Linked DNA regions of Mus musculus: regions 2, 3 and 4 are each linked to region 1. The links are chromatin contacts, called in public Hi-C and HiCAR-type maps. All regions are on one chromosome and are shown on one strand. The core of a region is the stretch at or near the end of the contact, and the rest is flanking DNA. Distances in the headings are between cores, read along the strand shown.

Region 1 (3,176 bases), core at 576-3,075:
TGGCAGTGTCCTTTAACACAGACTCATCTCTCAAACCCCTATTCTTTGTTGTTTTGTTTTGTTTTGTTTCGTTTTGAGACAGGATCTCGCTGGCCTGAAACTCTGTAGATCAGGTTGGCCTCAAACTCAGGTTAGACTGAAGTTTACCATCAGAGAATTGGACTGAAGGCCATGCTAGCACTCCTGGCCTGTCTATTAATTCTTAATTAATTTCTAATTTTATTCATGGGAGATATTGACATTAACCTTGAGTTGTAAATATTAAGAATGTTATCTGTAGCTCTCAGAGTAGTTTGTGACATGGAATTTGAATCCACCGTGCATTAAACTTTAGTTAGACTATTATCTATTGTATTGTGGTCATTTTTTTTAGGCATTATGGAAGGAATTAATTTCAGAAGCACAATTTCTGAATCATTTTCTTTAGAGTGAATTTGAACTCAGAGCTGAGCTAGTATTTTAAGTTGTAAATGTAGATTGCCTTCATTTGTTTAAGAGGATTAGAAGTAATATTTAGTGTATTTTTCTCTGAAATTTTATTTTTATGATAATTAGGTTCTTAGAGATTCAGAAGTGAAATGTTTCTGTACTGTTTATTTTGTACAGCGCTGTGTAAATACAAATTTGTGTTTGTTCAAACTAAATTTGAAAGTAAAGTCTAAAACTACGGTTATGACTTTAAATCTAAAATAACAAGTTTTTTCTTTTGACCTGAGTGTTCTAAAACATGTACTAATCAGTGAGCTCGTGTAGACATGAGAGACTGTGAGTGCAAAGGCAGATTCATTTTTTCTTTTTTAATTCTTTAATTTGTGCTTATGATACGCAATCAGCACTCTGAATTTTCCCAAGCTCTTTCTCGAGCTGTTTCTAATAATAGCCAAGGTACTGGTGAGTGGCTGTGTAGAAGACTGTTCTATTTACAGCAGCCTCATTGTTGTTATCTGGATCTCTCTTGTTCCTCTTGCTGATCAGTAAGTGCCTTTTAAGTTAGAGTTTTCTAAGAGTGCATTGTAACAGAAGTGAACCTCAGCGGGAGGTTTCCAAACTGGAGAGCCTTACCTAGACACAGCAGCAGAGGGCGCTCGGTCCCTCTTTTCACGATAACAGAGCCTATAGCAACCATCTCTCTTTTGAGCAGCTAAGCAGGAATTGTTCATATTAATTAAGTTTTTCGAAGATCTTGTTCTGTGATCTGGAGCTAGGTGCCTTAGAGTAAAATAGGTCTTATTTCAGTCTTGGGAAAACGGAGTAAAACAGGGAATTTCCTGAAACTCTGCAGGAGGAATAAAAACGCATATACTAATGAGTGAGATTTCAATGAAACTCAGTGAATCCTTCTCTTTCCTTTCCATAGTCTGGCTAATGCGCAAAACATCCATTTTCTTAAGAAGACCCAAATGAAAACCCCAGGAATTTGCATTTCCTCTTGAATAGTTTCCTTAATGAAAGGTGTTTGAGACATAGGGTTTAAACAAATCAGTGACTTGAAACATTGTGGCACCTACTTGAAATTTAAACCTTTTTATTAGATAGCTAGTGCCTCTTTGCTTTTAGCCAACAAAGACCCGTAAGAAAAAGAAAATGAAAAAATAAATAGCATTTCTGGACCCCTATTGCCTAGTGCAGGCGGATTATATTCCCTGTGATCTTGTTCGCTCATATTATGTGGTGATTAGAGCCAGGCTTCAATCAGCTGAAAGATTCCCCAAGGCAGGGTCTTGTCCCACCAGTGCACATGGCATGCCCCGTCTGACACCAGGGCAACTTGAGAATTGAGCCAGAGATGCTGCAGTTTGGTGTAGCAGATGCACACTGGTGGTTGCCATGGAGATTGCTAATACTGCTGAAACTCAAAGAAAGGGCACTTGCCACAGCTCAGGAGCCTGTGTGAAAGTGAGTGAAAAGCAAGTGGAATTCAGAATAGGGCCTCAGCTACTTGTCCCACATGGAGTTTTAATTTCCTTTCCTTTCCTCTTCCTTTTTCAGAATCTAGATTGAAAACAGGGCAAGTCATAAGGCAGGCTGGAGCCCTCGGAGCTCTCTGCAGCCTGACATATCCTTGGGATAAGTGTATATTAACAAGCAGGCATGACTAATAGGATTGGGGTTGGGGGCTGGGCTGGCGTGTGGCAATCCTTCTGGAGCCTCTGGTCTGCTTGTCACTGGGGCTTACTAGGCACCTTGGGATTTGTCTGCAGCATATGTGCTGCTGTTAATGATTGAAAAATTACCACAACAATTAGTCACGGATCACTGAAGGCAGGGCCCCAAATGTGATGGACAATGTGATTAAATCCATGTATGTGACAATTAACTCTCCTGCAGGTTTATCCATCCAGGGAACGTGCCCTAGGGGTGAGAGCAGAGTGGGTTGAGACGATGGGGAAGCGTGGTGTTAGAAAGGAATAGGGGAGGTGAACGCCACAGACGAGACTGATGCAGCTGGCACTATTGGTTTTTAATCTGATCCGGAATTAATCACGGTTTGATTAATCCTGGCTTTATTGCACCTTTCTATTGCCCATTTATTTATTTCTGCCTCAATTTGATGGAGGTGTGACTGATTAAATTCTGCTCATTCCATGTTTTTGAATTTTTTAAATTTGGCTCTCCATTGAACACAGTGTTCTAGGTGGTCCAAAGTCCAATTATCTTGTAAGAGCTTAACAGGCACCAGACACAGCATGTCGTGAATCCCCCCATGTATCACAGCTGAGTGACTCAGAATAAATATTTGTTTGTTCAGTAATCTGCCAAGCAAAAGAAGCCTGTGATGTCAATATGCTTGGTTATTTGGAAGAAATAAGATTCCCCACCTCCCAACTTTGGTAATAAGAGTAACACAAACCAAGAAAATTTTGTGCAGAAAGGAAGAAAAATATTTGTATGAACTTATCTTCAAATACATTTTTGTAGCATAACAAGGTCAAGTTATGCTTGTCACTTATAGCTGTGGCTGTACATTGCTTTTTAAACCACATGCTCTGTTCTTTCTTTAGATGATTCTTTGTTATCCATGTTGCTTATGAAACACTGCACTGTAATAATGCCTAGGAGGCTGTGACACAGAGCAGCCCAAGCAGAGCCTGTTGCTTTGTTGTACCTCCGGGGCCTGGGATGTGCTGTGTTGCTTTGTATCTCCTGGGCCTCAGATGTGCTGCTGGGTGGCAGGT
Region 2 (3,322 bases), core at 204-2,703, 820 kb after region 1:
TACAAAACCAAGCCATCTAGTCAGGAAGTAGGGAGCAGGCTCCTGGAGTGTGGACCAGACGGGAGCTGTCAGCTTCTAGGTCTTCAACCATCAAGGTTGGCCTCGCCTTCTGATTTATAGGCTAGGTCACTGTTCTGCTGTGTCCAGGATGGGTTTAAACTCTCTTGCTTACATTTCGTCTCTCTCGCTCTGCCTTCCCACTGTGGACATGGGATTGAGACTGACAGACATGGCTGTGGGCATTAGTTAGCACATCACTGGTCACTGTACAGACAGAGAGGCAGCTCTTGCTTCCTGCAGTGTACAAGAAGCTCCTGAGCTCCCTGAGGAAGTTCACGCCAGTCTGTCCAAGAATGGCCTTGACCATAAGAGGCAGGGAGAAGCAGCTTGTGTTCTCTCATAACTCTGGCTCAGTTACACTAAGGGTGTGCATTCAGTCAGAAAGGAGACCCTGCTGACAGTGGCAGGAAGCATTTGTGGGGACATTATTCTGGAAAAGGACACGGCACATTTGGGTTTTAAATTAGTCCCTGCTTTCTTTTCATTGCTGGTAATTTCCTTTCCTTTTTCTTTTTTCCTTTAGTGCTTAGCATAAGTCAGAGTCTTGGGCATGCTACACAAGCGCTCTACCATTAAGCTGCAGCCCCACCCCAGGGGTTGGTAATTCTGTATTCTCCTAGACACTTTCCAGATAAACACCATTTTATCACAATAATTTCCCCTCTCCCCAGTTGAGGGAACTAGGCCTCAGAGCAAGAAACAGCCTGGTTCTGATACACACAGCCAAGGAGAATCTCTTCCCTGTCATCATTCTGCCATTTACAGACTGGGACAAGCAGATCTCAGATCTCAGTGCCGTTCACCTCGGATCTGCACGTGGAGTATCACGTGTAATCCCTGACATGGTCGCAAAGGAGATTCCAGCTTCTAACTTCATAGGAGGAGGGGAAATGAGACATAGACAGTTTAAACAGTTGAACAAAATTCATCACAGCTCATTGTAGTACCAGAATGAGAACTAGGCTCAGTCTGGCTCCCAGGGCATGTTTTTCGAAATGTTCCATTGAACTATTTCCATGTGTATCATGCAAGGCCACAATGTTCTTCCTGCTTCTGGCCAAAGGCTGTGAACTATGAAATGCCTGTAGCCATGGATGATGGTGGCCACTGAGGGAGAGAAGATGTAGCTGGCCTGTAGTATCTAATGTGTAGCAGCTGAGTTTCTTAGTTTTCCACACATCCTTCTAGAAAATAGGCCAGTGACTTCCTTGGAGGAAAGTAGAATTAGACCATCCCTGTCCCACATTGTTAGGCCCTGTGTCCTGTCTTGTCTTATCCTTGGCTAGTGAGGGCTGATGAGAGAAGAAAAGACAGCGGGGACAGCTGGTGTCCATGAAGTTTCACTGGTTACAAATGGACGTGTGCCCAGCACACGCTCACCATGGCCCCCTGCCTCTAGGATCTCAGGCTCTGAGTCGATAATGATTTTTGGAATCCCAAGGCAATATCCACTATATACAGAAGTCTGGTGGTCCTTGGCTCCAGCTGCCCCTGGTGGTAAATAGTTGTGCTGGTCTCATTTCTACCACTGGAAAGTTGGTTCCTGTGAAAGGGCCTTGGTGTGCCTTGATTTTCCTCTATGAAAAGGAGCACAGCTCTGAGTTGGCAGCCAAGGGCAGACTCTATTCCTGCCTCCTCCTGTTTCTTACCGGAACCCCAAGAGCTGTCTTTTTCTGAGTACCAGTGGACTGAGCAGGGCGAAGTCAGAAATGAGGGCATGTCAGATGCTAGGACACCTATCCTGGTAACCATCTGTCAATCTTCCTGTGGGAGAAGGAAAGCAGAGGCATCCAAGAAGACAAGTATGTGGTGGGGAAAAGGAAAACATCTTCTTGATGGCACAGATGCTCTGGGTCAGCCCTCTCTTCCTAGACTGCTCCTCCCTTCCCTCTGTCCTCAGCTTAGACACAGAATCAAGAAGGAGGAATGCTCCCATCTCAGATTTTAGAGTTTTGATGAGAACTCTCATAGAATAAGAGAACAGATTTTATGTCCCTAGGCCAAGTTGTAGTCACTCTCCTTAGATTCTCTATGGTACCGATGGGGCTGTGGAGTTGGCCTGTGAATTCCAGGACACGTCTTCATCTTCTGGAGAGGATGTTAGTGTGAGGCAGAGGTGGATGATGGGGCTTCTGAGGGCAGGCTGTCCAATGAATCCTTGGAGCCTGGCCCTATAAGAGAAGAGAAAGATCTATCTCCTCAGAGACCATGAGACCAGCCAAGGTCACTGTGCTCGGGACAAGAGGAAGGAAACCCTGGGACATGAAGGTTTATGAACATCAGTGTGCACACTGAAAATGCGGCACAGAACCTGGGCTGAGCAAGGCATCAAGACACTATTCTAAGCCTCCCTCCCATGCCACCTTCCTCTCCCTTCTGAATCTGACGGTTCTCTCCCAGGCACTTACCAGTACATCGTACTGAGTCTGTGCCTCTGTTCCCACAGCCAGGAGGAAGCCATCAGTCACTAGGTCTCCAGTGCTTATATGGGATTCTCTCTTGTAAATAAGGCTTGGGGAGAGAAGACAGAGGCATTCAAAGAGCATGCATTTATATTAAGTCACATAGCTGATGCATACATTACACATTCTGTACATTGCATCTTTGTTAGTCTATGTATCACATATGTATTTATTTTAATGAAACCCAACAAAACAAGGGAGGTAATATATGTACTTGAATTAATCAACAAATACTTATATTGCTAAGTACACTACTCTAAGCCCTTTATAGGTGATAACCCATTGAATCTTCCAAACCATCCGACATTTTAACTGTCTACCTTATCCCCATTTTACAGATGAAGATGATAAAGGCCAGACAGGCTATGAAACAAGCAGTGAGAAAAGCTGTGAGGACTGATTTGCATGTATATGTAACACTTCATGACATGTAATATATAATAAGATTTACGTTTTTAAGTCCTCTTAACCTATGTTGTATTGTGTTATTGTCACTGAAACTGGAGTCCAAGTCTTTTATAAACAAGGTGTCAAAATCCTGTCATCATGTCTGTCTTTTGGTTCCCATTTTGATCATGGTTATTATTATTATTATTATTATTATTATTATTGGATTTTTCCATAGTAAGTTTACCCTGTTTGCTTCAACTGAAATTCCAAGCATTCAGGAGATCTGTCTGCGATTTAGCTTCGCAGCCTGGAAGAACACTGCATGCTAACAACACATCTTTTTCCCTGAGCTATCGGGTACATGCAGATGCCCCTCCCAACAGCTCAGTAGGCTTGGAAGAGCACCACCT
Region 3 (3,322 bases), core at 557-3,056, 630 kb after region 1:
ACGAACAAAAAAGTAAAGTCAAACTTAAAACTCTTGGACTCTTTACTTATCTCTTCAGAAGCCCCAGGCCATGCTGTGTTAGGGAGAGAAGGGGCACCTGGGTCCTTTTGGACCTACAGGAACTCAACGTGAAGAAGGCATGTGGAGGGACGGGCACCGAATCCCAGGTGTGGATGCCATCACGCTCCCTTCTGTCCCTGCCTACAAAATGTGAGCGAGAAGAAAGGAGCCATTTTCCATGTACCTTTTCCCTTTCAGACTCCATTGTTTTTCAGATACCAAGGAAGCTCCAGAAAAGCTGACACGTAATCAATGAACTGGATGGTCAGGAAGCTGGTGAAGAACAACTGGGAAGCCAGCATGCTGAGAAGCAAGAACAGGCAAGCCACCTGCTGACATCCCTCTGGTAGGACGAGGTGGCACACAGGTGGAGGGAGGGAAGGTGCATCACCCTCCACCTAAGTCACCGAGACCCATGCTAAAGTTGCCTGCTCACCCCTTTGCGGTCCTAGCGAGCACCTCTTGAGAGAAGACACCTCGGGTGCTTTTTAGGCAGCTTATACATCTCTGACAAATAGCTCGAACCTGGAGCCCAGCCCAAACTCAGGCAACAAACAGCCTGCACAGCAAAGAAGCCTCTGCAGCCGCGAGAGAGGAGCAATTATCTGCATAGCCTGATGACATTCCTAACACCCTGATCTATATTTAATAACAGCAAAAAGCGCTTGCATTAACAGCTATTAGGACCTTCACCACTGCAAGGAGGGCCACCCGCTCTCCTCGGTAGCAATAAAGCACAATAAAAGTATAAAAAGAAAGCTACATGGGTTTCAGAGCCATCTCCCATGAAGAGATTCTCGGAGTGTCATAAACTGTCAGATGAGGGCAGGGGAGACTTGTACAGATTTTCAATCTCAAAACAAAATCAAATGGATAAAACTCCAAGCACTGTAAGGCTGCTCTCTGGAGGCTTCTAGAGGCATCTAGAAACCACAATAGCAGATAGAGTGCAGTCCTTCTGTGATTTCTGCTGTCTAAATGTCTGAATAACCATTGCTCCATCCCCTGTAAGCCCAAAGCACTCTGCTCTTAGAACTAGGGTCATATCCAAAGGCAAATGCTCTTTGGCTTTTGATAAGATTACATTTTGATTAAATTGATGACATATAGAAGATTTGATTAGCCGAAGAAACAGTTCTTATCCTTTCCCTACAGGACATCTTAGCTGAATGGCAGGACACACTGTAGGTGTTTGTTCTTTTCCCTGTGGTTATGGGGCTGACTGGGAGCTGCAGCTTGCTGCCACCCAGTATCATCTGAGAGGATCTGACCATGTGTGTTTATCCCAGGAAGAGATCCTAATTCCAAACCCAAAGTGTGGTTTCTATTGAATTTGTACCATTCCTTTGCACCATTATAAGGTTTAAAGATTGTAAGTGGAGATATCACGGGTCAGGAGCCATCTCTACTTACACAGGGAATCATGGTTGCCAAGCTACTTCCTGCCTTAGAGTATTAGGGTGTTTGCTATCTTTCAGTTTCTGGCTCTTTTTTTTTCTTAATGAGTGCATCTCCATGTATGAATGCAATCTTATGCTGACTGTATTGCTCATACGATAGCTACAAGTGTTCTTGGTATTACCACATTTCACTACTGATGTGTGGATTGATTTACTGACATATTCCCACCCAAGGATGATCCATCCCAAGGCCCTGGGCCTCAGAGCTCCCCCCGTAGCCTTCCCTGGTGTGAGCTAACAGGAGATACATAGTCCTTCCAGAGTGACTGCCCGGCTAAACTCAAGTGCCCACTCGGTTTCAAAATTCAGCACAGCTCTTTATTAGCTACATTACTGGGGAAAGGATATTAGTCTCTCTGCTTTACCTCGCCCTGATTTTCTTTTCAGTTCAACGGGGAAACTGATAGTACTCACTTTAAAAGGATTTCTATGAGCATCAAGTGGCAGGCAGAGTGATTGCTGGATACAGGAGCGAACCCTTCCCGTGTTGATTGCTGTACATACACCTCAAAGGAGTTCTACATCTCAGCCTTTAATACCCTCATCCCCAAGAGACTCCCAGGATTCTCCTTTACCCGACGTCTCTCACCCTGATTTAATTAGCTGTTTCCTGTCCTTCAAGCTCCTGCCCTATTATTCTGGCATCTTAGACCCTTTACTTAACATCTTTATCAACCCCTTAAGTGGTCAAAATTTCTCTACTTGAGTAGCACTTTATACCTTTCCTTCTCTTTTTGCCTGCTATTGGTGCTGCTGGTGGTGCTGCTGGTGATGGTGGTAGTGTGTGTATTGATTTTTGTGTACTTCTGGGTCAGTCTTAGATGGGAGTTACATACTCTGAAACTGCCACAGCAAGGCCACTTTTTACTGAGCTTTAGTTGAGTGATCGATCCACTTCATCATTTGATGTCTTCAGAATTATCCTCGTCAGTTCCTAGGTGCCCAGAACTAAACTCAGGTTTGCAAATCTCTTGCTTTTAGTAGAAATACAACCTCAAAAGTCTAAGACAGGAAAGCGTTAAGTAGGAATTGCGTTTAGCATTTAAAAAACCCGAGGCTGGAAAGATGTCTGGTTGACAGGAAGCATACTCGATGTACCTGGGAAATCGAGAAGTAGCAACCTGGTGTCTAACTCTTCAGTGTGTTAAGAGACAGTGGTGGAAAATTGGCACTTGCCTCCAGCTTTCCACTTACCTCTGCAAAAACAAACGGGGCATCAAACTGGAAGCAGACATGGCCATGCTTAACGGCTTGGACAGAGGCAGGGCCACAGCGGTACATGCCTGTAGCACACAACAAAGAGGAAGGCAGTGTGAATTTGTAGTTTTCAATTCTGCCCATCCACAGGACAGCACACAGCACTTAGGCAGCCTACAGACACCAGTACTCCCCAGCTTCACCACTGACTTTGCCTAAATGCTTTCACTGGCTACAGGAGACAGATGACTGATGTGTGTCGTCAATAGGGTTCTACTAGGAAGGCTAACCCAATCCTGAATGTGACAGAGAGGAAAAGAATATGGGGACAATAGTTTTCCTAATTCTGTTCAGTTGACTGCAACCATATGCACTAAGCTATGTATCAGCTGGTACCTATCCTGGTTAGCATTTATTTATTTATTTATTTATGGGAGGAAAACCTTAGCTGGGAAAATGCCTCTACTTGACTGACACATGGGCAAGCCTCTGGGGGTCTTTTCTTGGTCAATGATTGATGTCAAAACACTGAGTCCACTGTAGGTGGGTGGTACCATCCCTAGGTAGATGGTTCTGTGTTATACAAGAAAGGAGCCTGAGCAAGC
Region 4 (3,258 bases), core at 14-2,513, 870 kb after region 1:
GGCTGACTCACCAAGTGAGCCTCATTAGGTAGCCAGGGGAGAAGTGTTTACAGCAAGTACAGCAACGCAAGCAAAGGAAGGTTTAGGTTTGTACCCACATAAACATCACAGCCTTGCCTTTTTAGCTGCAGTCACAGTTATCCCCCTGCTAAGCCTCCGATGGACGCATTCTCCCTCTGCCCACAGCAGAAACGATTTGGGGGTTAGTAGGATTCACCTGGACTTAGCAAATGCCTGGTACAAATTCTTTGAAACAGTCCTCGCTGAGGGTGAACCTTCTCTTCAAGAGCTAGAGCAATCATCTACAACCATTGCGGAGTTTTCACCCGGGGTCTGTGGAATGTTTGAAATGGCCGCCATTGCCCTAGGGTAGTCTGCCTGGCTCTTGGACTGAGAGCCTTATTGTTTGAGGCATCCAGAGTAGCAAAGGTAAATCCAATAGCTGCCAGTTTCAGAGGTAGATTGCCCCACCCTCCTTCTCTTGATTTATCCCCGAAAAAAAAAAAAAAAAAAGAACATCAGAGGGTGGGCTTACAGGAACTTGAAGAACTTATTAACATTGGCAACAACTGAATTGGTGCTTTAATAGTACTTAGCAGTGCCCTGGAAGAAGCAGTTTCCCCATTACTGCTTCAGGAGGATCGTGAGTTCAGGATCACCCTGGGCTACAAACCCAGATCCTGTTTAAAACACAACAAAACAAAAAATTGGCTGGTCTCAGTTCCACTGTAGTTTTGCTTTGAGAGTTTCTTCCTTCAGTCAGTCCCTGTTTGTCTCTGCCCACCCAGTATACCACTTCCTGCCTCTGCCTGCCCTGTGCTCCACTTCTTGCATTTTCTAAACAGATGTCTCATATTTCTCCAGTGTTACAATTCAATACTGGACTACTGCTTCCCCCTACCCCTCTCCCTCCCCCTTTTTCCTCCCCTTGTCCCCCTGTCCCCCTCTCCCCCTGTCCCCCTCTCCCCCTGTCCCCCTGTCCCCCTCTCCCCCTCTCCCCCTCTTTCTCTTCCCTCTCCCTCCCCCCTCTCTCTTCCCCCTCCCTCTCTCTCTTCCCTCTCCTTCTCTCTCTTCCCTCTCCCTCTTCCCTCAGCTGAGAGATTTTTGGTTTTGTTTTCCTGACTCAAGATGAGATACCAAGAGTCTACACTTTGTGACATTCCTATAAAGTTGAATTTCTGTTACCACAGTCCCTTAAGTGGTGCCTGTCACCCAACAACCCAGTTCCAACCTCTGTTACCAGGGTGAATTATCTGTGAACAATTGCTTTGAGTACAATGCCTGCTACTTAATAGTCAGAACACAAATCACTACATAAATAAGAGTTTGCAGTGATCAGGAGCCATGCTATTACTTCAGAGTTCCTAGGGGATTTCAGAGTTCCTCGGGGACTGGTCACTATGCCTGTTTTCAGTTTGTATACAGACAGCAAAGCAATTCCTTAGCTTCTGATGACCTTTTATAAAACTGAATATTCAGGAGAGGGAATTCAAGCCTGGTATGGTGTCCCTTGTCTATAAGCCCAAGACTAAAAAGGTGGGGGTAGAAGGATCAGGAGTTGAAGGCCAGCCTCAGCCACATAGTGACTTCAAGCCAGGCTGAGCTGCACAAGACTCTGTGTCAAAAATGAAACAAGGAAAAAAGAAGGAGGCTGGCTTTGTTTAATGCTGCACATCTGGAATCTCATCGTATGACAAATGAAGGGAGAAGGGCTGCAAGTTTCAAGATAACATGGATCGTACAGTGGGTTTTATGTTGTCCTGAGTTACATAGCCAGAACCTATGGTTTTGTTGTTTGCCTGCTGTTTGTTTGATTTTTTGTAATGAGTAGGAGGAAAGAATTGCCTAGCAATATACAAAGAGAACAACAAAGTCACAAAAAGTGATAATGTCATAAAGAAATTCAATTTGAAAAGCAGTGGTCTGAGTTCTAAAGGAAATAGCTGACTCTAAGGATGTGGGTGTTACCCCATTAGAAGGCCTTCCCTAGCAGCAAGAGGAACCAGGAAGATGGGTTTGCACATAAGAACTAGGAAATGGCTGTGAAGGAAGGATGAAGATGTCCAGAGAAAGTGACATCGGCAAAAAATAAATGTTGAAGAAACTCTGAGTTCTTGAGGCATTGAAAGTGGGAAGGCCATCTGGCTGGAAAATAATGCAAGCTGAGATGCTGGGTGTGGCTGTGCCCAGGGAGAGCCTCCTCCCAAAGAGGAGGCTCTAGTGCAAGAAGAAAGTGGGCACCATTCATACTACCCTTAAAAACTTTTTAAACACAAGACTCCTAAATCTTCAATATTTTGACTGCTGTAAGTTATAATGTGCTAAGTTAGAATTGATCCTAGTATGTTGTTTCTCATTTTTATTTACATTTAAATTTATATCTTTTATTTACATCTTTTTAAAAAAAAGACCTCACAGGCTATAAAACAATTGTGTATTCCAGATTGCTTTTTAAGACTCCTTTGCAATGATTGGATTGAGAACAGCTGTTTTATTGTCTCCCAGTCCTGCATCCAGGGTTCAGCCTATGCCTGTTCAATGGCTTAATAGGTCAATACTCAAGAGATAGAAGACCCTAGTTATCATTCATGAGCAATCATTTAGACTACCCTAAATCCTAAAGACAAGAACTTCAGAATTGTGCCACCCAAGCTACACGGTAGTAACAATCTACACTCTTTCAAGTTGGTTAAGATTTGACTATTCAGACTTATATATAAGATATATTATATATATTAATATAATCTTATTCATAAGGCATATGATGTTTCATTTCTGACCCACTAGGTCCTCATCTCCTGCATTCCAATCCTTTTACTTTAGGTTTACTGGCATTTTTAAAAACCCATCAATATTAAATATTTTTATATACAAGGATAAATATTATAATGAACTGCTGTGCACACACTAAACAGCCTAAACACAAGCATAGGTGGCCTTCATACCCATGGGATTGTGTCAAGGATAGAAAATATTTTATCGAGAAAGGACTTGAGTACTGAATATAAACACAATTTTTTGTCATCCTGAAACAAGGCAGCAAAACCGCTATTTACATACATTTCCATCGCATTAAGTATTCTAAGTCTCTGGAGATTGGTTAAAGTGTGCAGAAGGCAAGGCTCACACTGTACAGTTCTGTAGAAGCCATGTGAGCATCCTGGGATTTGGGGACATTTGAGAGTCCTTGAAGCAATCTCCTGAGAACACTGAGGGACAACTGAGTTACAATACAGTTCAATTCTCCAGTGTTGCCCT

What was found. Hi-C and Micro-C count contacts between places; a contact is called where the count stands out from the background. HiCAR-type assays count read pairs that join an accessible place to other places.
Region 2: a Hi-C map of cerebellum shows a contact between it and region 1, with 6 times the contacts expected there. The contact joins two enhancer-like sites. A contact is called at or near these places in 5 of 484 Hi-C or Micro-C datasets (adipose-derived mesenchymal stem cells, cerebellar granule neurons, cerebellum and 1 more) and 1 of 115 datasets of contacts at active chromatin or transcription factors (astrocytes).
Region 3: a contact with region 1 is called in a Hi-C map of the N1E-115 cell line, with 4 times the contacts expected there. The contact joins two enhancer-like sites. A contact is called at or near these places in 2 of 484 Hi-C or Micro-C datasets (the N1E-115 cell line and cerebellum) and 1 of 115 datasets of contacts at active chromatin or transcription factors (astrocytes).
Region 4: a HiCAR-type map of astrocytes shows a contact between it and region 1, with 2.8 times the contacts expected there. The contact joins two enhancer-like sites. A contact is called at or near these places in 1 of 484 Hi-C or Micro-C datasets (embryonic stem cells) and 1 of 115 datasets of contacts at active chromatin or transcription factors (astrocytes).

What each region holds. Positions count from the first base shown.
Region 1 is chr13:36,281,191-36,284,366 of GRCm38.p6, forward strand. The region is part of intron 4 of Fars2 (phenylalanine-tRNA synthetase 2 (mitochondrial)); the gene reads left to right. Among named protein-coding and RNA genes, the nearest start is that of Gm40912, 75 kb to the left of the region's middle. Within about 2 kb of position 1,826, at least 85 of the 459 cell types and tissues checked have an H3K27ac peak or open chromatin away from gene starts, as enhancers often do. A contact at or near this core is called in the N1E-115 cell line, astrocytes and cerebellum, where this site is marked.
Region 2 is chr13:37,100,493-37,103,814 of GRCm38.p6, forward strand. No RefSeq gene overlaps it. Among named protein-coding and RNA genes, the nearest start is that of Gm30549, 31 kb to the left of the region's middle. Within about 2 kb of position 1,454, at least 2 of the 459 cell types and tissues checked have an H3K27ac peak or open chromatin away from gene starts, as enhancers often do. A contact at or near this core is called in cerebellum, where this site is marked.
Region 3 is chr13:36,914,150-36,917,471 of GRCm38.p6, forward strand. F13a1 (coagulation factor XIII, A1 subunit) reads right to left here. Exons shown (of 15, transcript NM_028784.3): 10 at 2,715-2,803. It overlaps Gm30489 (a long non-coding RNA gene), which reads left to right. Exons shown (of 6, transcript XR_873245.2): 3 at 276-406. Among named protein-coding and RNA genes, the nearest start is that of Gm30240, 73 kb to the right of the region's middle. Within about 2 kb of position 1,807, at least 1 of the 459 cell types and tissues checked has an H3K27ac peak or open chromatin away from gene starts, as enhancers often do. A contact at or near this core is called in the N1E-115 cell line, where this site is marked.
Region 4 is chr13:37,148,033-37,151,290 of GRCm38.p6, forward strand. No RefSeq gene overlaps it. Among named protein-coding and RNA genes, the nearest start is that of Gm30549, 79 kb to the left of the region's middle. Within about 2 kb of position 1,264, at least 64 of the 459 cell types and tissues checked have an H3K27ac peak or open chromatin away from gene starts, as enhancers often do. A contact at or near this core is called in astrocytes, where this site is marked.